Regions from separate parts of the Mus musculus genome. Here all the other regions are linked to region 6. The links are chromatin contacts, called in public HiChIP or PLAC-seq and Micro-C maps. All regions are on one chromosome and are shown on one strand. The core of a region is the stretch at or near the end of the contact, and the rest is flanking DNA. Distances in the headings are between cores, read along the strand shown.

The links. A called contact is a pair of places that touch in the nucleus more often than the background predicts. HiChIP or PLAC-seq counts read pairs in DNA pulled down with a chosen protein or histone mark.
Region 1: a Micro-C map of the G1E-ER4 cell line shows a contact between it and region 6. The contact joins the promoter of Itgb3 here to the enhancer-like site in region 6. A contact is called at or near these places in 2 of 39 promoter capture datasets (the 3T3-L1 cell line and liver), 1 of 15 datasets of contacts at CTCF or cohesin (large pre-B cells), 7 of 484 Hi-C or Micro-C datasets (the G1E-ER4 cell line, the P5424 cell line, cumulus cells and 1 more) and 4 of 115 datasets of contacts at active chromatin or transcription factors (embryonic stem cells, pancreatic cancer cells and stem cell-derived neural progenitor cells).
Region 2: a FOXA1 HiChIP or PLAC-seq map of pancreatic cancer cells shows a contact between it and region 6. The contact joins two enhancer-like sites. A contact is called at or near these places in 1 of 15 datasets of contacts at CTCF or cohesin (large pre-B cells), 1 of 484 Hi-C or Micro-C datasets (the G1E-ER4 cell line), 1 of 115 datasets of contacts at active chromatin or transcription factors (pancreatic cancer cells) and 1 of 9 other capture datasets (adipose tissue).
Region 3: an H3K27ac HiChIP or PLAC-seq map of embryonic stem cells shows a contact between it and region 6, with 6 read pairs. The contact joins two enhancer-like sites. A contact is called at or near these places in 4 of 115 datasets of contacts at active chromatin or transcription factors (bone marrow-derived macrophages, embryonic stem cells and pancreatic cancer cells) and 1 of 9 other capture datasets (liver).
Region 4: an H3K27ac HiChIP or PLAC-seq map of embryonic stem cells shows a contact between it and region 6, with 15 read pairs. The contact joins two enhancer-like sites. A contact is called at or near these places in 1 of 39 promoter capture datasets (the C10 cell line), 2 of 115 datasets of contacts at active chromatin or transcription factors (both in embryonic stem cells) and 1 of 9 other capture datasets (pancreatic islet).
Region 5: a contact with region 6 is called in an H3K27ac HiChIP or PLAC-seq map of trophoblast stem cells, with 3 times the contacts expected there. The contact joins two enhancer-like sites. A contact is called at or near these places in 2 of 115 datasets of contacts at active chromatin or transcription factors (pancreatic cancer cells and trophoblast stem cells) and 1 of 9 other capture datasets (adipose tissue).

What each region holds. Positions count from the first base shown.
Region 1 is chr11:104,604,712-104,609,306 of GRCm38.p6, forward strand. Itgb3 (integrin beta 3) reads left to right here and starts at 3,289. Exons shown (of 15, transcript NM_016780.2): 1 at 3,289-3,453. The coding sequence starts at 3,378.
Region 2 is chr11:104,622,286-104,626,399 of GRCm38.p6, forward strand. Itgb3 (integrin beta 3) reads left to right here. Exons shown (of 15, transcript NM_016780.2): 2 at 1,126-1,211. Among named protein-coding and RNA genes, the nearest start is that of Itgb3, 16 kb to the left of the region's middle. Within about 2 kb of position 2,631, at least 93 of the 459 cell types and tissues checked have an H3K27ac peak or open chromatin away from gene starts, as enhancers often do. A contact at or near this core is called in the G1E-ER4 cell line, adipose tissue and pancreatic cancer cells, where this site is marked.
Region 3 is chr11:104,004,987-104,009,665 of GRCm38.p6, forward strand. No RefSeq gene overlaps it. Among named protein-coding and RNA genes, the nearest start is that of Gm35420, 23 kb to the right of the region's middle. Within about 2 kb of position 2,470, at least 9 of the 459 cell types and tissues checked have an H3K27ac peak or open chromatin away from gene starts, as enhancers often do. A contact at or near this core is called in embryonic stem cells, where this site is marked.
Region 4 is chr11:103,934,277-103,938,633 of GRCm38.p6, forward strand. The region is part of intron 1 of Nsf (N-ethylmaleimide sensitive fusion protein); the gene reads right to left. Among named protein-coding and RNA genes, the nearest start is that of Nsf, 18 kb to the right of the region's middle. Within about 2 kb of position 1,660, at least 9 of the 459 cell types and tissues checked have an H3K27ac peak or open chromatin away from gene starts, as enhancers often do. A contact at or near this core is called in embryonic stem cells, where this site is marked.
Region 5 is chr11:104,644,249-104,648,610 of GRCm38.p6, forward strand. The region is part of intron 10 of Itgb3 (integrin beta 3); the gene reads left to right. Among named protein-coding and RNA genes, the nearest start is that of Itgb3, 38 kb to the left of the region's middle. Within about 2 kb of position 2,568, at least 84 of the 459 cell types and tissues checked have an H3K27ac peak or open chromatin away from gene starts, as enhancers often do. A contact at or near this core is called in adipose tissue and trophoblast stem cells, where this site is marked.
Region 6 is chr11:104,288,317-104,292,516 of GRCm38.p6, forward strand. It overlaps Mapt (microtubule-associated protein tau), which reads left to right. Exons shown (of 12, transcript NM_001038609.2): 4 at 1,592-1,678. Among named protein-coding and RNA genes, the nearest start is that of Mapt, 59 kb to the left of the region's middle. Within about 2 kb of position 1,320, at least 247 of the 459 cell types and tissues checked have an H3K27ac peak or open chromatin away from gene starts, as enhancers often do. A contact at or near this core is called in the G1E-ER4 cell line, the P5424 cell line, adipose tissue and 3 more, where this site is marked.

The sequences.
Region 1 (4,595 bases), core at 2,039-4,538, 320 kb after region 6:
AAAATACCCACCGTAGGTTGAAGGATAATTGGGAGACTCAGTGACTAAATATAACAGAGAGCCTGGATCAGAACTGGGGTCCTGGGAAAAGCAGCAGAGATCACATTCTGTGACAGGATCTGTTTACAGTACTGAATCAACAATCTTTTGTTTGGTTAATTATGATTTGGCAATCAATGCAAGATGTGGACATTAGGGGAAGCTGGGGAAGGACAGAAGAGAACTACAAAATAAACATAACTAATTTCAAGATGAACCGTTAAGGTGGGAAGGGGGCAGCCAGAACAAGAGGATAGAGAAAAGAACTGGGAGGACGGTAAGCTTCAGTGAAGACAATAGGGTCAGCACACAGTGGGATGTCTTTGATTCAGCTTAAGTGTGAGTGGCCCCCAGAGGCTCATTTGTTTGGATAACTAACTGATCCCCAGTTGGTGGTGAAGCTTTGAGGTTCAGAATGCAAAAAGGTGAGACCTGGCTGGTAGAGGAGAACCTTGGAGGGTAATAGCTCAGTTTCATACAGGTCCAAGTCTCTTTGCCCTCTGGCCTCCTGTCAGGATGTGAACAGCTGCTTCAAGTTCTCTGCCGAGATAGACTCAAACTTGAACACTAGGAGATGGCTCACAGGGCAGAAGTGTTAGTTAAGCAAACTTGATGATCTGAGTTCCATTCCTGGATCCTATGCTGTCCTCCACCTCCATGTGTACCATGGCATGCATATAGTTGCATATACCACACATATACTACACACACACACCACTACACACACACACACACACACACACACCACACACACAAACACCACACCACACACATATACACACACACACACACACACACACACACACACACCACACCACACACACAGGGCACACATACACATACCACACATACACTCCCCACCTCACACACACACACCACACACACAGGACACACATACACACACCACACACACAGGACACACACACACACCACATGTATACCCCACACACCACATCTCACACACACACACCACACTCACACACACACACACTCTACAAATTAACTTTAAAAAAACAGGGACATAGAAAGGGGTGGAGGGAAACTTGTGACAATTTATAAAGCCATTTATAAGAAATATCATCAAAAACACAGTGAAATAGCCAGAAGTTCAGCAAATTTGTTTAAGGAGAGTTGTAAGAGTTGCTAAACTTAAAAATATCATCGATTAACTTTGTGTGCATCGATGCTTTGCCTGCACATGTCTGTATAAGGATATCCGATCCCCTGGAACTGGAGTTGCAGATGGTTGTGAGCTGCCATGAGGGTGACTCGAACCTGGGTCCTCCAGAACAGCAGACAGTACTTTTAAACACTGAACCATTCCTCCAGGTCCAGGAGTTGCTAAACGTAAAGTTTAGCACGACGAAGGGAGATGATTCTAGACTGAAACTCAGAACTAGAGAACAGAGTGAAGAGTAGCAGAAGTGGTAGACAGATGGGTGAATCTCTTGCTCTCCTGATTTAAGAGATGAATAACCATTTAAAATAAAAAGCCTAAATTGTGTTTTTAAATTACTGTTTTGTGTGTATATGTATATAAGTGTGTGATATGTGTGTGTGTGTAGTGTAGGCTTATGTATACGGTGGTTGCATGGCTATACCCATGTGTACCCATGCACATACATGTGGAGATCAGAGGATGCTGTATTTTCACAAGATAGGGTCTCTCACTAAGCCTGGAGCTGGGCTAGCTGCCGGGCAGCCTTCTGCCTCACCACTTCCTCCCATTGCACTGGGATTACAGGCCAGCAGATGTCTATGCTCAGATCTGTTTGTGGTTGTTGGGGAATTTGAACCCAGGTCCTCACATTGGTCCAGCAAGCACTCTTGTCCACTGAGACATCTCCCTAGCCTCACTATTACTTTTGGTTTGCTTGGGATACTTTCCTGTTATGTAGCCTAGGGTGTATTCAAACTTGCTATGAGTCACTGTGTAGAGTAATGAAATACCGGGGAAAATACAATTGTGTCCATGAATTTATACAGTTATAAAGTTCATATCTGTGACATGAAATGATATAATATCCTGTTGTGTGAGAAGTCTGAGGAAGAAGGGTACACCTCTGGAGAGGACAAGGCTGGAGGAGGAGGAACATCAGACAAGATGGCGTGGAAGACATGGCATTTGAGATGTTTTGAAAAGTAAGTGGGATTTTCCAAATGGAAAGAGGAAGGAAGGTCAGTCAGATGGAAAGGCATGGGACATTTAGGAGTGACAAAAATCTCTTGGGCTAAGGCTGGGTGATGGATCATGGCTGAGTTCTTTCCACACCCTTCCTCCAGAGTCTGCTCTAGCTCAGGCTGGCTTTGAACTCCCTATGTACTCAAGCACTACCTGGAACTTCTGGTCTTCCTGCCTCCTTAGGCTGGAATTGTAGGCATCACATCCTGTTTCACGTAGTGCTGGGGATGGAGCCCAGTGGTTGCTAGGCAAGTGCTCTGCCGATTGCACCACATCGCCTGCCCTAGTTTTATTTATTTATTTATTTATTTATTTATTTATTTATTTATTTATTTATTTATTTATTTTACAACACTACCCTTCTTGCGTAAGGATGCACAGGCCCAGTCACTTCTTATGACATCCTGATCAGCTTCAGCATTTTGCACCTTTTGCACGTCTAGGGGTTTCCCATCTGGGGAAGACTCAAGGAAACTAGTGCAGGGGATAGGAACAGCAGCAAGTGTTCTCTGAGGAAAATACTATAAAGCTAGTGAATTTGAGTTGGAAGGCAATATGGTGACTGTTCTAAAATGATTCTTAGACACCTGCTACGGGCAAGCAAGCATTTACAGACAGAGGCTCTACTCGGATCCGTCTTTCCTACCACAAGCTGCAGGTGTGGTATTGACAAGAGGCTGCATAGAAAGCATTTGACAGCTGCCTGCCCGTTGAGGAAAAGAATGAAACCAGGAGGAAAGCAAACTGAGCCCGGTGAAGTGAAATAGCAGTGTTGATGTCTCTGCGGAGGTGGGACTAGCAGAGTCCAGGAAGTGACCCAAAGCTTTTTTTTTCTTCTTTTTTTAAACCGAGCACCCAGGCGCAGACACCTGGGACCCAGATGCACACAGGACCCCGGGGGGCGCGGTCTCCTCTAGTGAACGCGGGCAGGTCCTCGTGGGCGGGGGGCTGGGGAAGATTGCAAAGTTTACCCATCACACTCAGCCTCAGGCAGGGTCCAGGCGTGAGCCGGAGGGAGGGAGCGCGAGCACTCCGCCCGCCCCGCTGTGTCCCACCCACCCCGTCCCCTCCCTTCTTCCCTCCCCTCCGCAGGAAAAGCAGCTGCGGGTGCCAGGCTCGCCGTGGCGCGCGCGCGGCGTGAAGGGCGGCGGACAGGATGCGAGCGCAGTGGCCGGGACAACTCTGGGCCGCTCTGCTGGCGCTGGGGGCGCTGGCGGGCGTTGTTGTTGGAGGTGAGCGAGTCGGGTGCGCGAAATGCCGTAGGACCCTGGGAACCCGGAGCTAGGACTGAGAAGCAGAGGTGCGGGGGGCGGATCCTTCTTCCCGTGGCCTCGAGGGCGCATCGCTGGTGGCGGAGATCCTGGCCTGGCCCGGGAAGCAGAGGAAAGATGGAGATCCGCTGGGCCGTCCCGGTGCGCTGGCAGAAGGATGCAGCTCACCTGCTTGGGTGGGTGTGTGCGCTCTGGGTTGCCCCTTTCTCTGGAGTGCGCAGGACAATCTTCTGGCCGCCCCACTCCTTAAGGAGGAGCAGGGATTCGGGCTCCGTCCCTTCTGGGGCCGACCTCTCACCCAACACTCCCTGACTGTGTGCTGGGAGTCAGCACAGAGGTCCTTGGGGCTGACTTTGTCTCTCCTGCGTGTGTCCCACAACATCAGCTGCCTGCATCGTCAGCTTTCAGGCCCACTAACGCTGCAGGGAAGGGGAGTCATCCAGTCCGCAGAGCCTAGGGGAGCGGGAGGGGGTGGTTGCTGGAGGTCAGCTGGAGCAAGTAAAACCCGCAGTTGTGTGTGTGTGTGTGTGTGCACATGTGTGTAATACAGTCTCATATATTTCAGGATACCTCACACTCTGTGTAGTCCAGGGTGACCTTGCACTTCAGATTCCCCTGTGCCTCTACTAAGGAGTGCTAGGACTATAGACATGCACCACCCCTCAGGGTTTATATGCTGCAGGGAGTCGAACCCAGGGTCTCCTCATGGCAGGCAAGCACTTTATTAATTGAGCTACATCTCCAGACCCAGATGGACTATTTGTTAAAGGTAAACTTTATTAAGTTGACTTTGAAGTTAAGTAATCTAAAAAAAGATTTTGGTGGCTGCCTTCCTGACCCTTGTACGGTGGTACAGATGAACATAGACATGGGACAGGGAAAGGGAAAGGGGTTTCAGTAGAGAACTGATATTTGTCTTTTGTGGCAGAAGCTTCCAAGCGAAAGATGAAAACTGTGGTCTTTAGCCTACATTGAACAAGCTTTGTCACCACAGAACAGGAACCAGGCTCTCTAGCATTCTGCCCTGGAGATATTAGAGTCTCTGTCAGCTGCTGGTAGCCGTTGATGGGGAATGGGGAAATCCTCCAGGAAAGCTGATGTTT
Region 2 (4,114 bases), core at 1,381-3,880, 340 kb after region 6:
GGGGGGGGGGGGGGGACACCACTCCAGGAGAGAGGCTTCCACGAGGCAGCTGCCTGAGATTCACTTCCTGGCTGCTTCTCAGCACTATTTTGGTCCGCTTGGCTGTCCTTGTTCCTCCTCCCTGCAGTCTTCCCCCTGCCGCTTGTCAATGTGGGGAGTCTTCACTTTTGAGTGGCATCCTGAAGCATCCTCTTGGCTTATTGAATTCTTGCAAAAATCCTGAGCGATAGGTCAGCCATTTCATAGAGAGGAGGGGAGCTGCTCAAGGGTGCAGTATGGAGCCTAGACCTTGCATCAGAGCGCCTCAGAAGTGCCACATTCTTCCAGCCCCCATTAGCCTTCCTGATCTCTAGTTCAGTGTCCTCAGCCTTCCTAATGCTGTGACCCTTTAATACAGTTCCTCCTGCTGTGGTGACCTCCCCCCAACCACAAAATTATTTTGTTGCTACTTCATAACTGACTTTACTACTGTGATGAGTCATCACAGTAACAATTGTACGACTGTTATGTAAATGTTATGCTATGTTTATTGTAACAGTAAATATCTGGTATGTAGGATATCTGATGTGTGGGCCCCCAAGGGGTCATGACCCCACAGGTTGAGAGCCATCACGCTAGTTCTTTTGTGTGCATTCAATGCTTAGGCCCTCAAGATAGATGTATTGGAAAGCTTGACACGAGTTCAGATAGTGGGACATGGCAATTGAGGTTACCCTGCTTTCATTAAAGCCCACAGTATTTAGGTGTCAATCTTACTGCATCTGAGTCCCAGGACCTCTGTAGTAGCCGTGGCTGCAGTTAGACAGTTGGAGATGGTGCATGGCCTTTACGCTGGGCCTTAGCTTTTCATTCGCGCAGTGCAGGTATAAAACCAGCCACTGATTAAAGCCTTTCTGTCATTTACTATGGGGCCCTTGGGTCTTCATTTGCTGATAAAGGAGTGAGTTTCTCCCTACCCACTTTCTTTTTTGTGTAATAGCCCATGTTTGGTAACTTGCCCAATGGGTAGGGTTAGAGTATGTTTGTGTGTATCACTTGAGTGTTTGGGAAATTTGGGGTAGCCGGGGCAGGATGGTCACTGCTCTGAGCAAATCAGGTGCTGATGTCCTTGCCTCTTTGTTGCAGAGTCCAACATCTGTACCACACGAGGCGTGAACTCCTGCCAGCAGTGTCTGGCTGTGAGTCCTGTGTGTGCCTGGTGCTCAGATGAGGTAAGGAGCCTATGCCTTATTTGTCAATGCAATAACACAACTCTGACCTTTAAAAGGAATATGAGGTAGTTTATCCTGGAGCCAAATGTAAGTGGCTATGGCCAAGGAACATAGATTCAAATACTGGGTTCCAACGTGATAAGCACTATAGTGAACGTTTTATAGTAACAGAACAAAGAAGGCAATAGGTCAAGGTACTTTAGACACACATTGGTGAACCATCAGATGAGGTGGTTACAGCAGTCAGGAGCGTCTGAGGTTACCTCATAACAGTCCTAGCCTGTGGGGTTGGTGGAAGCTAGGAGTCTGCACATTTTAGAAAGGACTTTACTAGTCTTAAGAATGTTAAGTCAAACCTAGAGGTGGGCAATAGGTAGCTATTTAGGGGGATAATTTAGCCCCAAACTATTTGGTGCCCAACCTGTAGCATTCATCTGATCTTGTTGAATGTTCAACACAGGTGTGGCTCCCCACCCCCATCCTAACTTGCCCCAGATGCCTTCTTTCCCTAGATTTAGGCGCTTCAGTGTAGGTGCAGGCACACAGAATCATTTCCTTCCTCCTAAACGCAGTCTCTTTCCCCTTCTGAGCAAGACTAGGTGACGCCTTCCTCAGGATGCATGGTGGAAGCTGGCAATGATCCTGGAGCCTGTTCTGCCCTTCCACTCCAGCCATTTTGCTTGGGCATCGTCATTACTGTGATTATTGCTACCCTTCCCCAGCCTATACTTGCTTTGGGCTGGAACATCTCATGGAAGAAAGGCTTTACTCTCTAAAGAAGAGAGGCGCTAGGGGTATAGAGGGATGCCAGCTCATCCGACCCCCCCCCACCCCCAGAGCAAAACAAAAACAAAAAACCCTAAAAACTCAGAAGAGGAATGTTATGTGTGTGTTTGTATGTGTCTCTGTGTGTCTATATTTCTGTGTATGTTTATATGTTTGTGTGTATGTGTGTGTTTGTGAATGTGTGTGTTTGTGTGTATGTTTGTGTCTTTATATGTATGTTTGTGTGTCTTTGTGTGTGTATGTGTGTTTGTGTGTGTTTGTGTGCATGTATGTGTGTGTTTGTATATATTTGTATATGTGTGTTTGTGTACACTTTCTTAAAGATCCTTTTTTCTTCCCTTCTCTCTGACAGTGACGCCCCTCTATCTTCCTTCCTTCCTTCATCTCTAAAGTATCAATGGATGAGGGAGCACAGCTCAATGGTGAGGACCAGACGATGACAGGAAGGGGTTAGCTGTGTCTAGGCAGAGGGTGTGTTGTGTCTGAGTCCCTAGGGAATGAGTGTGTCTGAGGGAATGGCTATGTTTGTGGCCGGGCTGGGAATTTGGAGCTGGCAAGAGCTGATGGGGAGGTAGGGGAAGCCTGTGGCTGGAGAGGTTCCCAGCAGTTCCAGTGGGAGTGAGTCAGCACCCCCAGCAGGTGGTTACCTGAGCTGCTGGCCTGTCTGCTCCTCAGCCACTAGAGCTACAGCCTCTGCCCTATACCGCTCCTCAACCACCCTAGCTATTTCCTGATCTTTGTCTGCCTCTCTTCTGGATCCTCTGGGTTTCCTAAAAAGGCAAGCTCCTGGTCAGACTGGGGAGGAAGGGAGCAGAAGGCTGTGTTTACCCCCTAGAGGAGGGGCTGCCAGAGCCTCCAAGGCCAGCTCCATACACAGCCTTGGCCTCTGCTGCTCAGCACGGGAACTGTTTCTAGGGGCAGCTGCCTAACATCTGGGCCAGATTGATCTCATTTAGCGAATGAAACATTCTCTGGGGCTTGGGGGAGGGTGAGCCCATTCCTTCTCCACCCCCACAGGTGCCCCTCCCCTCTGGGCTTCACTGGAGGCTCAAGTGTGGCGTGGCTGTCTTCCTTCTGGTTTGTCATATCCTCCTGCCTCCGGTCACCATCATGGTTGTGTCAAGCTTCCTTTCTGAGGAAGTTGTAATTCTGCAACAATTCCAGAAGAAGGAGTGGGATGCCGAGGGTGCCGTGTTTGGATAGGATGGCTTGAAGTTGGACGGCCGGAGCAGAGGGGAGCAGAAAGGAGGTCCCTGAGGAAGGACTACTGCTATTCAAGCATAGTCCCCTCTCATTCCCGCATCTGGATCTTATAGGGATAAATCAGAGCTGGGTTCTGACCAGCCAAAGCCCCTCCTTAGGCCACGTGAACATATTCCATGTGACTAGATGCAAATGTGGAATATTTACCAATCACTATGGTGAATCTTTGCCCTCTGGGGCAGACTGGGAGGCCAGAGGGAGGGAAAGATCAGCTTGTTGATGGGGTGGAGTTGGGAAATGGGTAGCAACCAGGACCAAAGGAGACCAAAGAAGGGAGGTAGGAAGCCCGATGAAATAGTCCCTTCAGAATGGAATAAAGTGAATGCCAATATTTACCATCGCTAAGTGAGAGGGAGGAGGGGTGGGGCTGGGGAGTCTGATGTGGGGCAGAGTGTGTCAAGCAGGGAGGAACCCTGGGCTGTAACTAGTTATCTTTTTCCTGAGGGAGCTGGACTTCTCTTGCACAGGGCAAGCTGAACTATTGAAAGTGTTTGGATCTTGACTTTAAACATCCAACGGTGGGGCTGGGATCCCTGCTCATCCCTCTGCCTCCCCTGTCTTGACTGTTTCAAGTGGTGCTGATGTTGGCAGTGCCTCGGAAAACAACTGGTTGGGCTCGGCTTGTGGTCCTTAAAGGACAGCAGCTCCTGGGTGTGTATAGCAAGCCCTTGGCTGGGTAAGAGGAAAACAGAGCCAAGTGGATGAGTGGGGTGTCTTGGGCCCACCCACCTAGGGTGTGTTCTTGGAGAGACAGAGGCATGGGTTAGATAACATGGACTGGAGTAATTCGATCTCTCTGATCAGCACAGCTAGCAGAGGCATCAGCTTCTCACAGAGCTAGAACCTATATTTTT
Region 3 (4,679 bases), core at 1,220-3,719, 280 kb before region 6:
ATAGATCTTTGACCTAGAGAGAATTGGAAAGAGTTGATACTACTCTGTAACTGGGAGACTCGGAGACTCTGGGACGGTGGAGTGATTCATTCGAACCCAGGTTCCTTAAAGTGAGATCTACCTTGGTATCATGCTCGTATCAACGTCTAAGCTCCCATGGAAAGGTAAACTTAAGGGTAGCTGGGGATGAGTGGACAAAGGTACCAGTTATATTAGTCAGGGTGGGTTGTAGTCAGATGCTACAGTCACAAGTGAACAGTGAAATTCAGTGACTAGCTGGGCACAATAACCAGGAGGCGGCAGCAGGGGGATTGCCATGAGTTTGGGGCTAGTTAAGCAGGTAGGTCTATGCCAGTCGAGGTTTACAGGACTTTGTCACACAGACCAAAAGCACAAGACAAAACAAACACCTTGACAGCAGTCCACTTAAGGGAGGAAGGGTTTCCTTTAGCTTCCAGTTTGTAAGGAGGTGTCATCCGTTAGAGAAGGGAAGGTGTTGAGGTGGGAGCACCCACAGTCAAGAAACAGAGCAGACAGGAAGTGGAGCTGGGCTATGAGACTTCAAGCCCCACCCTGATTAGCCTACTTCTTCAAGCAAGCTTCCACCTCCTAAAGTGCCACAGCTTTCCAAAGCAACGCCATCGGCAGGGGACCAAGTGTTCAAACCCCGGAGCCCATGTGGGACATTCGTATTCAAACCACAACATCCTTCTGATTCCGGGATCTTTTTTCCCTTCAACTTTGGGGCCTCATAGTTTGAAAGCCAGGGGTGATCTGGGCATTTTGAAGACTAAAGCTTGTGCTATTTTGGGTGTCGTCTGTAAGAATAATAGTATAAGAATATACTCAAAACAGATGTAAGATGGAGAAAAGGAGCATTCGAAAATGAAGAACCTGGAGATAAATTTAAATTTACCAGCTCTGTTCTCCTTTGGCCAGGACAAACAAACCCACAACTCCCCAGAAGCCAGTAGAGTTCTTTTTGTTTTTAAGTGTGTGTGTGTGTTCAATGCACATCCACATGTGTGTGAATGCATGTCTATATGTCTATGTGCAGACCCAATTGCATGCAAAGCCGGGAGGACAGCTTTGGGTATCATCTTCAGGAATGCTGTGCACCTTCTTTGAAATAGTGTCTCTCATTAGCCTGAAGAGCGTCAGTTAAGCTAGAGTGCCTGGCCAGAGAGCCCAGTGATCCTCCTGCCCCCAGCTCCTCAAGCGCTGAGATTTCATAGAACCATACTGAGTTTTTATGTTGGTGCTGGGGGTGGAACATGGGTTCTCCTGCTTGCAAGGTAAATGCTTTATGGACTGAGTCCAGTCTAGTAGACTTCTGTTTTCCCTCAAAAACTTGCTCTTCCACCTTCTAGATCATTTTCTGAGTGTTTCCTTCCCCAAATCTTACCACTGAAAGATTTTGAGTGCTCCCACGAGGTCAAGGAATTGTGCTGGCCTTTCCCCCACCTGCCTCTGGGGTTCGTCAATTTGGCACTGACCTCATTTGGTTCTGTCTGGTTCTGGCTAAGCATCCTGCCTCCGAGCTGGAGTCTGAGCATGCAGATGGTGACAAGGGAGAGGAGGGGAGAAGAACAGAGCCAGATGAGAGAGCGGCACATCTGGCACAGCACATCTGGGATGCAAGCAGTCCTTTGCAGGCTGCTCCTGTGTACAGAGAGGCCATTGCCCTGAGCAGGGAATCTTCCTGCCTGTGCAGTGAACTGCAGTGAGCTTGGCAGCCTTGGAAGGGGAGATTCGGCTGCTTCTTCCTGCATTCACCTGTCAGCCCGTCACCCTCTGGTGGGACTGGAGTCAAATGTTACCACACTATCAGTGGCACTGCACCTGGACACTCGGTTTGGAGCCCAGCTCCCAGCCCCATCACCCTAGTTGTCCCTGACATTGTCTGGACCTTTTTGAGCTGTCTGGGCCACCGTGTCTGGAAACCTCCAATCCCTACAGTCTGCAGACAGACTCCGAGGGCTTTATTTTCTCTTAGAATTTTTAGCCAACAGAAAATTATACACCCTTCATAGTTCTGAGGCCCGTCTCACCTGCTTAGTAACCAGGACCCACCACAGACTCCTAGAAGGACCTTGTAGGGGCCTTCATCCCCCTGAGCCTTCTTTCTAAGAAAATAACCCTGAAGTAATTACTTTACTTTAGTGCTCAGACTCAGGTCAACCTGAGCCTGAGTGTGGAGAAGCAATACAGACATCTTGTTTGTCCTTGTCCCAGGGTGATCGCAGAGCCCCCCACCAGTTGAGCACAGTGGGATGGCAGGCCGGTCAGGGTTCCTTCTCCTATGGCTATCCTGAGTTAGGACCTGACATGGCTAGGGAGGGAAGAAAACCAGCCAACATCCCTGAGGTGACCTGGCTGAGTATTCTCGCTCAGAGACACACTGTACCCAACCCAGACTTGCAAATGCGCTTTAAAAGGCTGTCTAATGAAACAAAAGCAAAACAGCTCCTGCTCTGGGAGCCTCTGTGCAGAGCAGGAGTGGGGGGCAGGAGGCGGGGAAACAGAGGCTGTCCTAGCCAGAGAAGGAGCCTGGGGAGCTGCCAGGATGGCACAAGATGCTCTGGGATGGGGTATCTGGGTATACAGTGACCCCTGTTTCCATCCAGGAACCCAGATACCCAGAGGGAACCATCCCCACCCCCACCCACTGCTTACACTAGCCTAAAACTCCCGAGTCTACCTATGGCTCATGTTGACCTTGACCTCAGAGATAAAGTAAGCTGTAACCCTTCAGGGTTATTTTCTTAGAAAGAAGGCACAGGGAATGAAGGGCCCTACAAGGTCATTCTAGGAGTCTGCGGTGGGTCCTAGTCACTAAGCAGGTGAGAGGGCCCTCAGAAATTACACAGAGTATGTAATTTTCTGTTGGCTAAAAAGTCTAAGAGAAAATAAAAACCTTTCGAGTCTGTCTGGTTGGAATTTTCCAGACATATGATTCAGTCCAGGCTCAAAAGGTCCAGAGAGGGGCCCTATGTCTTCAGGGGTTTCATCCCTGAACTTCAAATCCTGTGGATATTATTCACAAAAATTTAAGTATATTAAAAGCTTTCATGTACCTGGCCTTTGACTTTTTTTTTTTTTTTTTTTTTTTTTTTTGGAAGGAGGAACCTGGGCTTCTTGCCTGATTCTCCAGAGGGCTCAGGAACCAAAGCAGAGCGCCTGAATCTAGACCTTGCTGGAGGCAGAGAAAGGCCAGGCTACCTATAATTCCAGCAAGGCCTCTGGGAAGGGAAGGCAGGCCGCATTCAGCTTTGGAGTGAATGAGGTTGGAAACCCTAAGGGAAGGCGGGACCTGACTGTACTTTCTTCTCCTTGTTATGCATGCCCTGTGGTTCTTCTCTTTGGCAAGCTGTCAAGAGGCTTCTATAGATGGCCCTACTCAAAACTCTGCTTATTTGACACTCTTAGTGAGTCTGGTACTAAGCTGGATATGGAGGACATAAGGAAGATGAGACATAGGCCTTGTCTGCCCATGTGGCTTCCTAGAGAACTTGGGATGTTCACAACACACTAGGTGTGTTCTATAAATAAAGATGGGGTGGGAGTGGCTGGAAATGCAGCACAATTGATAACTCTATCAATTATCATTTCCTATCATGCATGAAGCCCCAGGCTCAACCCCAGCACCACATTAAAAAGGAAAAACGGGCCTGGGGACGTGGAGGTAAGAGGGTCAGGAGTTTAAAGAGGCTTTCTTGACTACACAGCATCTTTAAGGCCAATCTGGATTATTTGAGATCCTGTCTAACAAAGGTGAAAGAGTTCTGGCAGCTGCAAGAGAAAAGGATGAACTTAGTCCATCCAACTAGAGCTGAGTGGCCCCTGGAAAGGGAAGTCAGGTGACATGGTTCTTAGGGTCACCAGGATACAAGGAAGGCCCTGAGTTCCAAGAACCATGGAATCCTATCAAGATAACATCAGAGCAATTCTTCATCAAGTTATCAAATCAGCTGATGTCACATTGATCCGGTACACATATAGACTGGTCCTTAAAGTGGAGTCTGACTTTAGGAAAGATCTAGAAGGGCACCAAAAGCCCCAAGGACAGCGAGTTTAGAGACGTTCCCTGGTGTTGGCACTTGGTGCTGACTCAGCAATTCAGCTAGGCTCTACTCTTGTCAGCCCAGCAGCCTTAGGATTCCATGACTCAGCAGTCCTCAGCCTGATGATGCAGCAGTTTGAAGATTTGTGGGTAATGACAATTAGGTCAGTAGAGAGCTCATAAATCAGAGCTGTCAATCACAATAATAATCATTACTACAAATGGAACTTATTAGGTATTGAGGCCCACACAGGGTTTATGGGATAACTTAACGAATGAACCATTGGATTGTGGAAATGGAGGTGAGTTCAAATAGTCTATACCATAAGCCCATCTGCTGCTGTCTTCATTTCCAGTTAACCCCTCCCCTCCTTACTTATCACTCAAGCATCTTTCCCTACTGGTCGTAAGCTATGACCCAGCTTGTTTGGTTGGTTGCTTGGCCAAGTTTGTTTGTTTGTTTGTTTGTTTGTTTGATAACAAGATCTCATATAGCCCAAGCTGTCCTTGAACTCACTATGTGTATGAGGCTGGCCTTGAACTCCTAGTCTTCTCATCTCTATCTCCCTGTGCTGGAATTATCGGCATGTGCTGCAATATCTGGCTCAACCCATTT
Region 4 (4,357 bases), core at 410-2,909, 350 kb before region 6:
GGATTATATAAATAATTTGACATGTGAATTCGTGATCAAGTGTTTGGAAAGCACCAATTTCCCATGACATGAACAGAGTCAAGGTCACAAGTTTACCTTCCAAATGAAAGAGCATTTTGTTAGGGTCACACCTGGACCAGCCATCCATCAAAAACTTAACAATTTAAAGTTTTCTATCTTCCTAGAGTCTCTTTACTTTCAAGTTTCTTCCCTTGATTATCTTTCCCCTAAATCTGCATCCCTTCCTTGGCCAATTCTTATACACTCTACAGTTCTCAGCTTAGACAATACTTATTCTAGGAGACATTCTGGACAGCTGCCCCTCCCCACAGAACTGAGAAGACATGCATGGAAGCCCTGAAGATGACCTTCACTGTCTGCCTACACACTTGAATCATACCTAGGATAATTCTTAAGGTTGGAGACTAGATTTTGCTCATGTCCATACTTCCGGAGGACTACTCCTGGGCCTGGTACAGTGAGTGCTGGTTAATCGTAGATTACAAACCCAATTCAAACCACCCAAAGGACAAGTGTCCAAGGCAGTATCCCTTCAAGGTCATTTAGGATATCACAGAATTAGATTCAGATGACTTAATCACTACACAACTTGGGGCTAGGAAGATAGCTCTGAAGGTAGGGACAAGGGATCCACACAGCAAACTGGATGAGGAACCTAGCCATGTATGGGAGCTCTGAGTTTGGCCAAGAGCTGATATCTCAGTGGATGAAGAGTAATTGAGGGGTGATTCTTTTTTTTTTTTTTAAGATTTATTTATTATTTCATGTAAGTACACTGTAGCTGTCTTCAGACACACCAGAAGAGGGCATCAGATCTCATTGCAGATAGTTGAGAGCTACCATGTGGTTGCTGGGATTTGAACTCCGGACCTTCGGAAGAACAGTCAATGCTCTTAACCACTGAGCCATCTCTCCAGCCCCGAGGGGTGATTCTTGACATAATCCTCTTGCTTTATATACACACACAGAAGACATGTATGTACACAAATATGTGCACCTACACACATGCAAAAAACATACATCCACAAAGGCACACCACATACATATACATATTGGAAAAATATAAATCAATAAATGGAACAAAATTACTTCCATGACAGAGCCAACACAATAGAAACTTTACAAAATGGTAGGTTAACCTCATTTGTAAACCTGTTTACCTGTCAATGTCCTTTAATAGGAAGGGGGTGGGAATCTGTGGATATCATCTGGGCAGCCAATTTAAACAGATGCTACGAGGAAAGGGCCTCCCTATTAGAAGGCAGAAGCATCTGTGTTTTGGTGGTAAGCCAGGCAGGGTATCTCATTTTAAAACAAAGTGTAAGTCCCTATAAATAGTCAAGTTGTCTATTTACCATAGAAATGCCAAGGAAAAATTCCATACTTTTTTTTTTTTTCTAAAACTGACTTTGCCTCTAGGGAAAAAAAAAAATACAAGCCAAACACTACAGGCATATAGCCTTTTAAACATGAAATTATAATCAGTGATGGGTTGTTTTATTAAGGTGAGTTGTTCAAGTTACTGGAACACATAACTGCTTAAGGATATAGGAGTGTCTTCATTGTAATTTAAAATGCCAAACAGTATGGGTAGTGGGCTATAGGCCACTGGCAATTCTTAAAGAATGTCAAGGTTATCAAACAAAAGGGAACTCCAGTGGAAGTAATTATGACATCGGTCATTCCAGAGCCTTTAAACGGCAGAGAATTTGCTTCTTTTCAAAAAGAAAAAAGGGGTGGGGGGAGGAAAGTGCAGGCTTTAAGCAGGATTTTCTGGACAGTATTTCAGTTTGCCAATTTAAATAACACAGTCTTATGTAAAAGTTTCCTTTAGAAAATAGATTACTTGAGTGAACTTTTAAATCAAATAACAGCACGGTCAAATAAAGAAAAATTCAATATGAGGCAGCGAGTGGTAACGAACGCTCCTGTAATCCCAGCACTTGAGGGGTGGAGGCACGAAGATCAGGAGGTTAAGATGACCCTCAGCTACAAAGGGACTAAAGACCAGCCAGGACCACCAGAAACCCTATCCAAAAGGAAAGGGGAAAAGAAAATCAGAGTGTGCTAGCAGACTAGAAAGGGCTCATCACCAGACATTCCCTCCTACCCTGACTATAACCCTGAAGAACATGCTGTCTCTTCCTCAGGCCTCTCGCCTCAGGCCTTGGCTCCATTTCTCCAGAGGTTTGCAGATTCCCACAGGAAAGAGAGGAATACACAGAAACTTGCCCCAGGTCCAGCCTAGCTGACATGCCCCCACTCAAATATTTCTCCTAGGGGATCACTCTGAAGAACTAAGGGTTTAAAATTGCCCTTTCATGTGGGGCAGGGTGTGTGGGAGGGGAGGGGGCGTATGGCCCATGACTTCTATCTGTAATCCCAGCATTGGGAAAGCTGAGGCAGGAAGAGGAATGGCCACAAGTGTTCATGGCTGTTTTAAATGACCATCTCTGAGGAAGAGAAAAGAAACCTTCACTTTGCAACAAAGTAACTCCCAGACCTAGGACTAGTAGCATTAATGAAAACTTAGAATTTCATTTTGGAGTATCACTATCCACATTTCAAATATCACAAGTGCCTGATCTCTACCACTGCAGATGGTTCCAGTAGATACGATTGGTCCAGAGCAACATAGAAATGTTACCATAAATGGTCACCTGCAAGACCACAGAACCTCCTACACTATAAACTCCGATGATACTTGCAGCGCATGCCTGTAATCCCAGCACTTGGGAGGCAGAGGCAGGAGGATTTCTGAGTTCTGAGTTCGAGGCCAGTCTGGTCTACAGAGTGAGTTCCAGGACAGCCAGGGCTATACAGAGAAACCCTGTCTCGAAAAACAAAAACAAAAACAAGAAAAAGGGGGTTGTTTTGGTTTTGGTTTTTGGTTGGTTGGTTGGTTGTGTGTGTGTGTGTGTGTGTGGTTGGTTGGTTGGTTTTGGTTTGTTTTATGGTTTTTTTTTTTTTTTTTTTTGAGATAGTTTCAAGCAGCCCAGGCTGGCCTACAACTCACATTATATAATCAAGGATGGCTCTGAACTTCTAATCCCCCACCTCTACCTCCCCAGGGCTTGAATTACAGATGTGTAACTACCACACCTGGGCTTCTTGTTAAACTCTTGAAGACAGGCTGGTGAGAAGCCTCAGTGGGCAAATGTGCTTTTCCTCCAAGCTGAGGAGTTCCATCCCCAAGCCCCACACGGTGGAAGAAGAACTGACTCCCACAAGCTCCCCACATGCAGGCCATGATTCATGCAGAAACCTCCGTACCCACGCCCCCCCCACACACACACACATAATTAAATGTAATTTAATTAAGAAAAAATTCTGAAGATGTGGGATACGAGGCTGGGATGCGGGGGAGGGGGAAACAAAAAGCTTGGTGTGCCATAGTCATTTTCACAAGTCTCTTGGAGCATCCTTGACATTCCCTGACTCAGACGAATGCTGTGCACATAACGAGCGAACCTCTTGACACCTGTCGAGTCCTCAAGATTCTTTTATAAATGTCTATTTTAAGAAGCTTTCACTTTGATCTTTCAGGGGGAAAATCCGTGCGGAAAAAATGAGAACATCAAACAGCAATAACATCAAATACTGGCAACAGTACAGAGCAGCTTCATATAAAGGTTATATGGCCTAGCAAATATAGCCCCAGGTCTCTGGTCAGTCAGTAAACCGAAAACCTACGTCCACACAAACACTAAACATAAAGGTTCGTAGCATCTGTATTCATAGTAGACAAAACTGGAAAGGTCACAAATGTCCTCCTGATGATGAATGGATAAACAACAGTGTTGTGGCCATAAGACAAAATACTACTCAGGTATTCAGTAAAAATTAATCATCAGTGTATATATTTACCATTTACGGGCAGCGGGACCTGGGAGAACGGAGCCAATACGTGAGGCGAACTGAAGTTTAGTCAGAGCATCGGGCAATTTATACTCTGAGGACCAAGAGCAATCACCTGAGTAGAGCTCTCATGAGCTCCAGCCGTCGACAATCACAAGGACAAGCTGTACGTGGCAAAACCGTGTTTCCACAGAGGCACAGAAAGGAGAGCTTAAACATTTAACTGAATAACGTCAGCAAGCAATAATGAGCAATCTGGAGAAAACGCCCTGCTATCTGCTACACCTGGGAGGGGAGCATAGCAAGGCATTCTGAGATCAGTTCCCTGTTTTGAGGAAACGGGTTCACAAGACTCTCGCTGTCTTGGAGTTTTCTCACAGGTACTCAGCACCGTCCTCACTCACGTGCTTGGGCTGTGTTCTGACGGGAGTGTACGGGGTGAGTATGTGTGCTCGCATGTGTACATATGTATGTACAT
Region 5 (4,362 bases), core at 1,318-3,817, 360 kb after region 6:
ATCTCTCTCTGATAATGTTGCAAGTTCCTAGTTTTTTTGAACTTGAGGACCAACATCTTTGTCATCTAAAAAATATCAGTCTCGTGGTAGTTTACAGATGGATGATGTTGGAAATATATTGTAAAACTAATGATAACTTTACTTGAATTTATTTTGCTATCTCCAGGGACTTAGGAAGTAGTGGTATATATGCAAGCCATTGGAGGTACTTAGAACAGTCCTTGAAAACGGTATGCTCATGTTAAACATTACCCCTGTTTATCATCTGTCTGTTATTATTTGTATTCTGTCTCTGTGCTGTCCAAGATGGTAGCCACCAGCCACATGTGTCTATTTAAATTAGTTAAGATAGAAAACATGAGTTCAGCTTTCCACTGGGCCACATGTGGCTATCATACTGGACCATGTGGGTACTGAACATTTTGACATAGCAGAAAGTTCCACAGGATGGTGTGGCCATAGGAATTACCTACCTGCAGATGAAAAGTGTGTGTGTGTGTGTGTGTATGGGTGTGTGTGCGTGCATCCATGTGCACAAGTGTGCATGTGTGCACGAGTGTGCACATGCGTATGTGTTGCATGTGTGTGAATGCACATGTGTGTATATGGCTATACAGACTAGAGGTGACCATTGTGTGTCTTCTTCAGTTACTCTCTACCTTACTTTTTGAGACAGGGTCTCCCATTGACCCCGGAGCTCACCAGTTGGCTAGGCTGGTTGGTCAGTAAGCTCCAGAGATCCAGCTGTTTCTGCTTTGAAGTGTTGAGATTACAGCATATAGATTTGTGCCACTGAGCCTGGCTTTAGTTTTTAAAACCTGATGCTGGAGATCTGAACTCAGGTCCTCATGTTTGTAACACAAGCTGTCTCTCCAGCCTGGAGATGAGAATTTTGAGCCCTTCAACCTGCAGGATTCTGAGTTGTCCCTACTGTGAAATTCAGTGCAGTCCTGAGGCCTATTGGTAACTTCAAACTGGCCCCTGAGACCATTTGGATGTGTTTCCGACAAAGAGGAGCCAAAATCATGGTCAATATGGCCTTTATCTGAATACTCTAAGGGCAAATGGACAGCCTGAGTTATCTTCTTAGGCTCTGGAGGTAGGTTTATGTTGGAGTGTAGCTCCTCTTTGGGACAGACAGGCTGCAGGCATTTGCTGGTTGCGTTGGCTGGACTGATTCATGTACAGGATGCTGTGTGATCAACAGAACAGAGTCTGTTTAACTGTTTTCTGTGGTGATCTAAGACCCAGGTGGACTTCATTTGCATTGAGGTTCAGCCAATTGAGCTGAGCGACTCAGGTGCTCACGTTAACACGGTGGCACATGCCTGTAAGCCCAGCATTACAGACTGTCATGAGGAGGTCCAGGTCATCCTTAGCTACATCGTAAGTTTGAGGCTTGTCAACACCCAACCACTACCACCACCACCACCAAGCTCAATAAGAAAGATAAATATGCCATGTAAAAACAGGTCCCAGGGGACCTGAGAGACTACTCAGTGGTTAAGAGCGTGTACTATTTTTGTTGATGTACCTCACAAACACCTGTAACTCTGGCCCTAGAGACTCGAACACCTCTGACCTCTAAGGCACCTGTACTCAACGTACACGCCGTCACCATACACATCATTTAAAAACAATCTTTAAATTTAAAACATGCCCCATAAACATAAAGGTGATACCTTTGCTGATCTGTAACATCGTTCACTTCAGTGAGGGAAAGAGATATCACTATTAAATTAGTGATAAAATTATTAAATGATTAATAATAATAGTTGATATTATTAAATTATTATATCATTATTAGATTAGCTAAATTAGTGGCAAGAGATCAGGACCCCAGTGATGAAAACTGGCGCATGATAGCAGTTTGAACTAGGGTGAGAGGCAGGGGTTTCAGCTCATTTTAATATTTACCAGTATTTCAGTTATGCTGTTCTACCAAGGGCGCACCCAAAGGAGCAAGCTGGGAGTGCTGGATGAGGTCGGCCTAGGCAAGGCCTACAGGAGAGCCTCAGGGCCCCTTCACCTCTTCTGGGATGATTGGTTCAGGGTGTGGTCTGGGGGAGGGGTCCCAGCCAGCCACCCACTCCACAGAGCCTTGGCAATTCCCACCTCCTGAAGTGTCGAAATGTCTGGTCCTGTGTGCTCCACTCCATTCCCCCTGCGGGGAGGGAGGACTCCTTTGGATGCCACACCCATTTTACTGCTCCTCACCAGGGTGTCTGGTGCCCATTGAGCCTCATCTTGTCCTTGTGACACTGTTATCACATCCTTAGGGACACATGTTCATGGAGTGCACAGCACATGTGATTCCTGACCTCTCAGAGCCAATGTCCTGCACATCAGTGTTCTTTGATGCCTGCCTTGGGGTCATCACGGGGCAGGAGTGTTAGCTGTGACTTGGCTCCTTCCTAGCCTGTGGCCTCTAAGCATGCAGGTGGCTGCCTGGTCACCCCCCCCCCCGCATCCCTCCCCCCCTCCCCTGCGCTTCAGGCTTGGTCTTTGAGGTTGCTTGTAGCTCTTACCTGTCTCCCCTCTACCTCAGACAGCATGCTTCCTCCCAGGCTCTTTCCCGCCTGCTGCACACAGATGGGCTTCCTCTGTGGGCTGGGCCTTATGCTGTAGCCACATGGGAGGAACAGGTATCAACAGACAATTTTACTGTTTATTAATATACCAAAGTGTCTGTCTCATCAGGAGTCACAACCTGCTAGAACCCAGAAGTGAGTTGTCCGCAGAGTCCCTAGAGAGAGTGAATCATGGGTGGGGGACTCGTGGGCAGTCTCATGGAGGTAATGTCTGATGGATCTCCAAGGAAGGCTGGTTCTCACAGGAAAGGAGTGGAATTGTAAGTCAGTCTGGAAGTCTGGCTTTTCAGGGAGAGTAACCATGTTCCCTCTGACTGAAACCCCTCTTCCTCTTCTCCCACTCTTTCATTTTTTTGCTCCCTCCTCTGGCTTTCCTATGAACCCAGCCTAGGCCTCCCCCACCCACCCTTTGGCTGGAGAGGTACCAACACTGTGACATTACTAGACTGTGGTTTCCTTTTAAGGGCTGACTCTGCCAGGGCCTGGGGTCAGCCTACTGGCTCCGGCTACCCTCTTCCATTTCCACTCTCTGGCTGGCCCAGCAGATCCTCTTGTCAAAGATCACTTTGTTTTGCCTCACAAAGGAAACACTGTGGGATTCAGGTTCTGCGGAGGGCTGTGGCTTCTTCTGCGTCCTGCCAGGCCTCTGTGGCATCCTCCTTTCTCCATCCAGGAACCTGGCTAAAAGCAAGCGTAGTGGACAAGGTGGAGCACCTACCCTCTGGCATCCCCAGGCCCAGCTGCTGCTCGGGAGGGTTGTCTGATTAGAGCTCACAGCTGCTCTTTCTTTGGAGCTGACAGGATCCGCCTTGCGTTCAGAAGTTGACCAGTGGAGGAAGGTTGTGCAAGGGCAGTTCCGCTTCCTCAGAGTGGGCCCTGCTCTGTGGTGCCACCCATGCTTCCAAACTCACCATGGGCTCAGGCTGGAAGGAGTTTCTATCCTAGACCACATACCTGCTGTGTGTGTGTGTGTCTCTGTGTGTGTGTGTGTCTGTGTGTGTCTCTGTGTGTGTGTGTCTGTGTGTGTGTGTGTGTATGTATTAGCATCCATGTGTGGACATCAGAGGATTATTCTGCCATTCCTCAGGAAGTGTCTACCTTGCTTATTGTCTCAGGGTCTCTTGCTAGGACCTAGTTTGTGAGCAAGCCCCAGGCATCTGCCTGTCTTTGCCTTCCTGGTGTTGGATTTACAAATACAAGCCAGCATACCCGGCTTTTTTTTTTTTTTTTTTCCAAATGGGTTCTGGGGATAGAACTCAGATTTTCTTGACCATGGCAAGCCCTTTACTGATGGATCTATTTCTTAAGCCTCAATGGCTTTTATATCCTTTAGAGAGCCCAGTCTCAAGACTTAAAAGTATTTCTGGTTCCCAGCTTTTCTGCCAGCCCCAACTTTATTTCTGTGGGCGGCTTGCTTCTGGTCTCACCTTTTTTTTTTTTTTTTCTTCCTTAAACAAAACAAAACAGATTTCTAATTAATTAATGTCTTTCAAGACAGGGTTTCTTTGTATAGTCTTGGCTGTCCTGGAACTAGATCTATAGATCATGTTGGCCACAGAAATTCACATGCCTCTGTCTCCTGAGTGCTGGGATTAAAAGGCATGTGCCACCACCACCTGGCTATTTTTTATGTTGCTAAAATGATTTCTTTATTTTTAGTTTTATGCTCATTGGTGTTTGCCTGCATGTATATCTGTGTGAGAGGATTGAATCACTTGGAGCTGGAGCTACAGACAATTGTGAGCTGCTGGGGATTGAACCCGGGTCTTCA
Region 6 (4,200 bases), core at 70-2,569:
GATTTCTGAGTTTGAGGCCAGCCTGGTCCACAGAGAGGGCTCCAGGACAGCCAGTGCTACACAGAGAAACCTGTCTCAAAAAAAAAAAAAAAAAAAGCAAATAATAAAAATAAGAATGAATGAAATTGAAATTAAAAACAAAAACAAAACAAACAAAAACAGTCACCAAAAGGACCCCGAAGAAGCCAATGTGTTGCCAAAACTAAATCAAGAGTTTTCTATTATAAGCTCCTCCTGGATGTTTTCATTTTCATTCACTGGCCAGAACTGGCTCTCTGGCCACCGTGGGCTGCATGGCTGTCCCCACCTTGCTTTTGGATCCATTGAGTAGAAGAAATCAAGGAAAAGGGACATGGAGAATGGCTTTTAACTAATCGTCCATAGCTCCTCCAGCCTTCCAAGGAGGTTGGAGCTTCCACTCTGAGCCCTTTCTGCATCCCTGAACATGGCTTGGGCGTTCTGTTACAGAAAGAGAATTTGGCCAGGCCCTCTCCCGCAGCATCTGCCTTTGGATAAATCCAGAACATAGCTGTCAAGCTCCTGCCAATTGTTCGGCATGCTGGCCCATCCCCGGAGGATGCAGGTGGCATGGCCCTTAGCCTGGTGACAACCTCCTGGCTAGATTTCCTTTGCCCTTCTGAAAACCAGCGATGCAAGACACTTCCTGCTCATCCTGTTAGAACAGGTCTGCAAGCTGTCTGCCACCCTGAGAAAGCCTTGGAGCCAAAGCTGGGGCAGGCTTCCCAAACGTGGCTTTCACTGCTCTGTCACCATTGTCCAGGAAGAAACAACCCACTCATGCAGTCTGGACCTGTACATGCGTGGGCCCCCACATGCCTCACTCACCCTCAGGGAGGGAGGCAGCTGGGGCTGAGCTCAGCGAGCTGTTTTATCTGCACCAGACAGGATCATAAGGAAAATAGCCTTTGTGGACTAGCTGTGTGGAATTCTGGGAATCCCTTGAAACCGGCCACTCCTTGGGTGTGCCTCGCATACCTAGTAGAGAGGCTGGGGGTTCGGGAGGAGCTAAAGTGCTTGCTTTGAAAAGATGCCCCCAGGTCCTGGTCTGGGATCTCTTATCTCTTGCATCATCGAGGAAACTGGATCTGGCCTGGTTATTGCCACATAAGGAACTCTGGTGCCTTTTAATGAGATGTGAGGAGGTTGGGGGCAGGGAATTAGAAGTGGTAGAAGTTTTAAAGGTCACCTACAGATGGCACTCTTGTTCTACACTTGTGGAAACAAAGGCTAGGGTGACAAAAGGCTTACTCAAAGCCCCACAGGAAAGCGGCTCAGTCTATTTCTCAGCTTCCTCATATTGCCTGATGAGTCCCAGCTGCGGGGCCCCTGCATTGCAGTGAGGATCACACAGCTGACCCCCAGGAGTCAGGCTGTGTCCCTCGTCATCCTTACATGACCCCTGTAGGCTTTCCAGGCAGGGGGTCCTCCTGTTAGTGTGCTTCCTGGGGAGATGGGCAGGAAGGAGGACTGTGGCCCTGCTTTGAGCTGGCTTTTCTTGCATGTGGCTGGCAGGCCCCACTCCTTGCACTGCCCCTGCATAAGCAGAGGGGTGACTGTTGGTGGTTTCCAGACGTGACTGCGCCCCTAGTGGATGAGAGAGCTCCCGACAAGCAGGCCGCTGCCCAGCCCCACACGGAGATCCCAGAAGGAATTACAGGTGAGGGTGAGCCCCGGAGCTGCCTTGGACAGGTCACCCTCATAGTCGGGTGCAGCAGATGAGTAAGCCGCTCTGGCTTCTGGGGCTCCTGGCTATTTAGCAGTGGCGGCCTTGGAGTCTGACTGCCTCCCACAAGGCTACAGAGTCCTCTGATTCCTGCTGGCCCCCACCTCAGTCAGTGTGCCTATTAGAAAGGTTCTCAACAGAGTTCTCTGGGGAAGGTTTCCTGCCTTCTTCACATTTTCTCCAGGCCCAGCAATAGTAAGTAGCAGGTCACCTTTAGGGGACAGTTTACTCCCAGGAGCACCAAGCAGGCTACATCGACTACATAACTGAATCCTTCTGATGGTCTAATGGGATGGTGCTGTTGTTCGGAAATGTGACCTCACGTCCATCTTTCGGGTTCGGTCTATGTAGTCTGCTCTACCAATGTGGGTGACAAGGAATTAGGCAGCGAAGCAGCAAAAAGAATCCTGGGCTCGGACGCTCAGTCCTTCGTAAGTCATCCTGCAGGGACGGAGGGCTAGGCAAGAAATCATCATAGCCCAGAGCCTGGTACCTTCCCTTTGTGCTGTCCTCCATGGCCTCAGGGAGAACTCCAGCAGTTAGCAGGATGAACCCAAGTTGCCCAGTTAGCTACCGAGACATGCCTGATCTCACCGTGGCAGAGATGGGAAGACCCCTTGCTGAGGAGTGCCTCTCTGCAACTATGCCAGTCACTCCTCCTCCTTACAGTGATCCAATGTCTGACTAAGGCAACTCTAGGGTCTGTTAGGGCTCGTCGTGGTTTTAGGGGATAGACTCCATGTGACAGGTGGCGGCACGGTGGCGGTCACACTGCATCTGCAGTTAGGAAGCAGACAGCAGCGAATGCTGGTGCTTAGCTGGCTTTCTCCTTTTTCCCCAGGACCCCAGCCCATGGGATGGTGACACCCATATTCAGGGTAGGTTTTCCCTGCTCAGTTAAACCTTTCTGTGAATACCCCCGGAAGATGCGCCCAGGGGTGTGTCTCCTAGGTGGTTCCAAGTCTAGCAAGTTGACAATGAAGAGTGAGCACCCTAGGAGCCTATAGCCAGCCTTCTCTCGCACACCCATGGAGAATGCCCACTACAGAGCCACCCCGGCTTTCAAAATGTGTTTCTGCTTTGCAAAGTGATTGACTGGCAGTAGTGGCTTCTGAGACAGAAGGGGTTAGATGTTCTTAAATCCTGGCCAGGCCTCAGCCTTGCTCATGAAGGATGCTTGAAGGTCACAGACACCTTACGGGGGTGAAGTCATGGGTCATATGATACTTTTTGTCTCTGGCTATTCTTTCAAAGGTTTTTTGTTTTTGTTTTTTTTTTTAGATTCATTTATTTTATGTATGTGAGTACACTGTCACCGACTTCAGACACACCAGAAAAGAGAATCAGATCCCATTACAGATGGTCATGAGCCACCATGTGGGGGCTGGGAATTGAACTCAGGACCTCTGCATGAGCAGTCTGTGCTCTTAGCCACTAAGCCATATCTCTACATCAAAGTTTTGTCATTGAAGAAGTTTGTCCTCCGTTTAGGATGAAAGCTGTAGACTTTCCCACCACTCCTGGGTAATCAGAAATGCTTTATAGTCTTTCTGGTCTCAAAACAGGCCACAAAGGCCAGGACACAGCTCACTTAGTTGGTGGACTGCCTGGTTTAGCATACGTGATTCCCAGGGCATCCCCCACCATGCTATAGATTGAGTGTGATGATGGAGAAGGAAGCCTCACAGCTTATAAACACTCATCTGAATGGCCAGTCAGATGTGACAGTCAGGCCCACAGCCTTGTTCTAAACCAGCCGCTGCTCTGAGCTAGTGCGGGGCAGGTGGGTAGGAGGGGACAGTGGCATCTCTGCAGGAGCTTAGAGGCCACCTTTTCCCATGGAACATCTCCTGAGTGCCCAGACACCTGACAGAGATGACTCAGTGAGGAAAGCTTTGTTTTGGCTCATGGGCTCCTGTGTCCTCCTTGGACAGAGCATTGCCTGTGGTGGAGGAAGCTCTTCTTGGTAGATAGAGAGCCCAAAGGAGTGTAGCTTTGGGTGTGATTTCTCCTTCCTTCCTCTGCGTTCCGTACTGCCTTAACCCCCAGCCCATGGGATGGTACCACCCACATTCAAGGCAGGTCTTCCCTTCAGCTAATCCTATCTGTATGTATCTTCAAACACAGCCACAAATGGACCACAACAGCCCCTGGGTGGTTCTAGATCTAGGCAAGTTGACCATGAAGATTAGCTACCACAGAGACCATTCTTGAATCCTTCCATGCTCTCCCCACTTCAGCTCCTAGCTCCTACTTCCGTAAAGATGGATTCCTCTGTGTCAGATTCTGGCGGATGCGTCCTCCTTCTTCTCAGGGACCCAGCTACTGCATCACCTCTGTGAAAGACAACTCGTTCTCACTAGTGGCCCGTTAAGCAGGATCTAAGATGCTCAGTGCCCACAATTCCGTGGTGAAGATGTCAGCATCCTTGGCTGCACAGCCTGCTGGCAGACTTA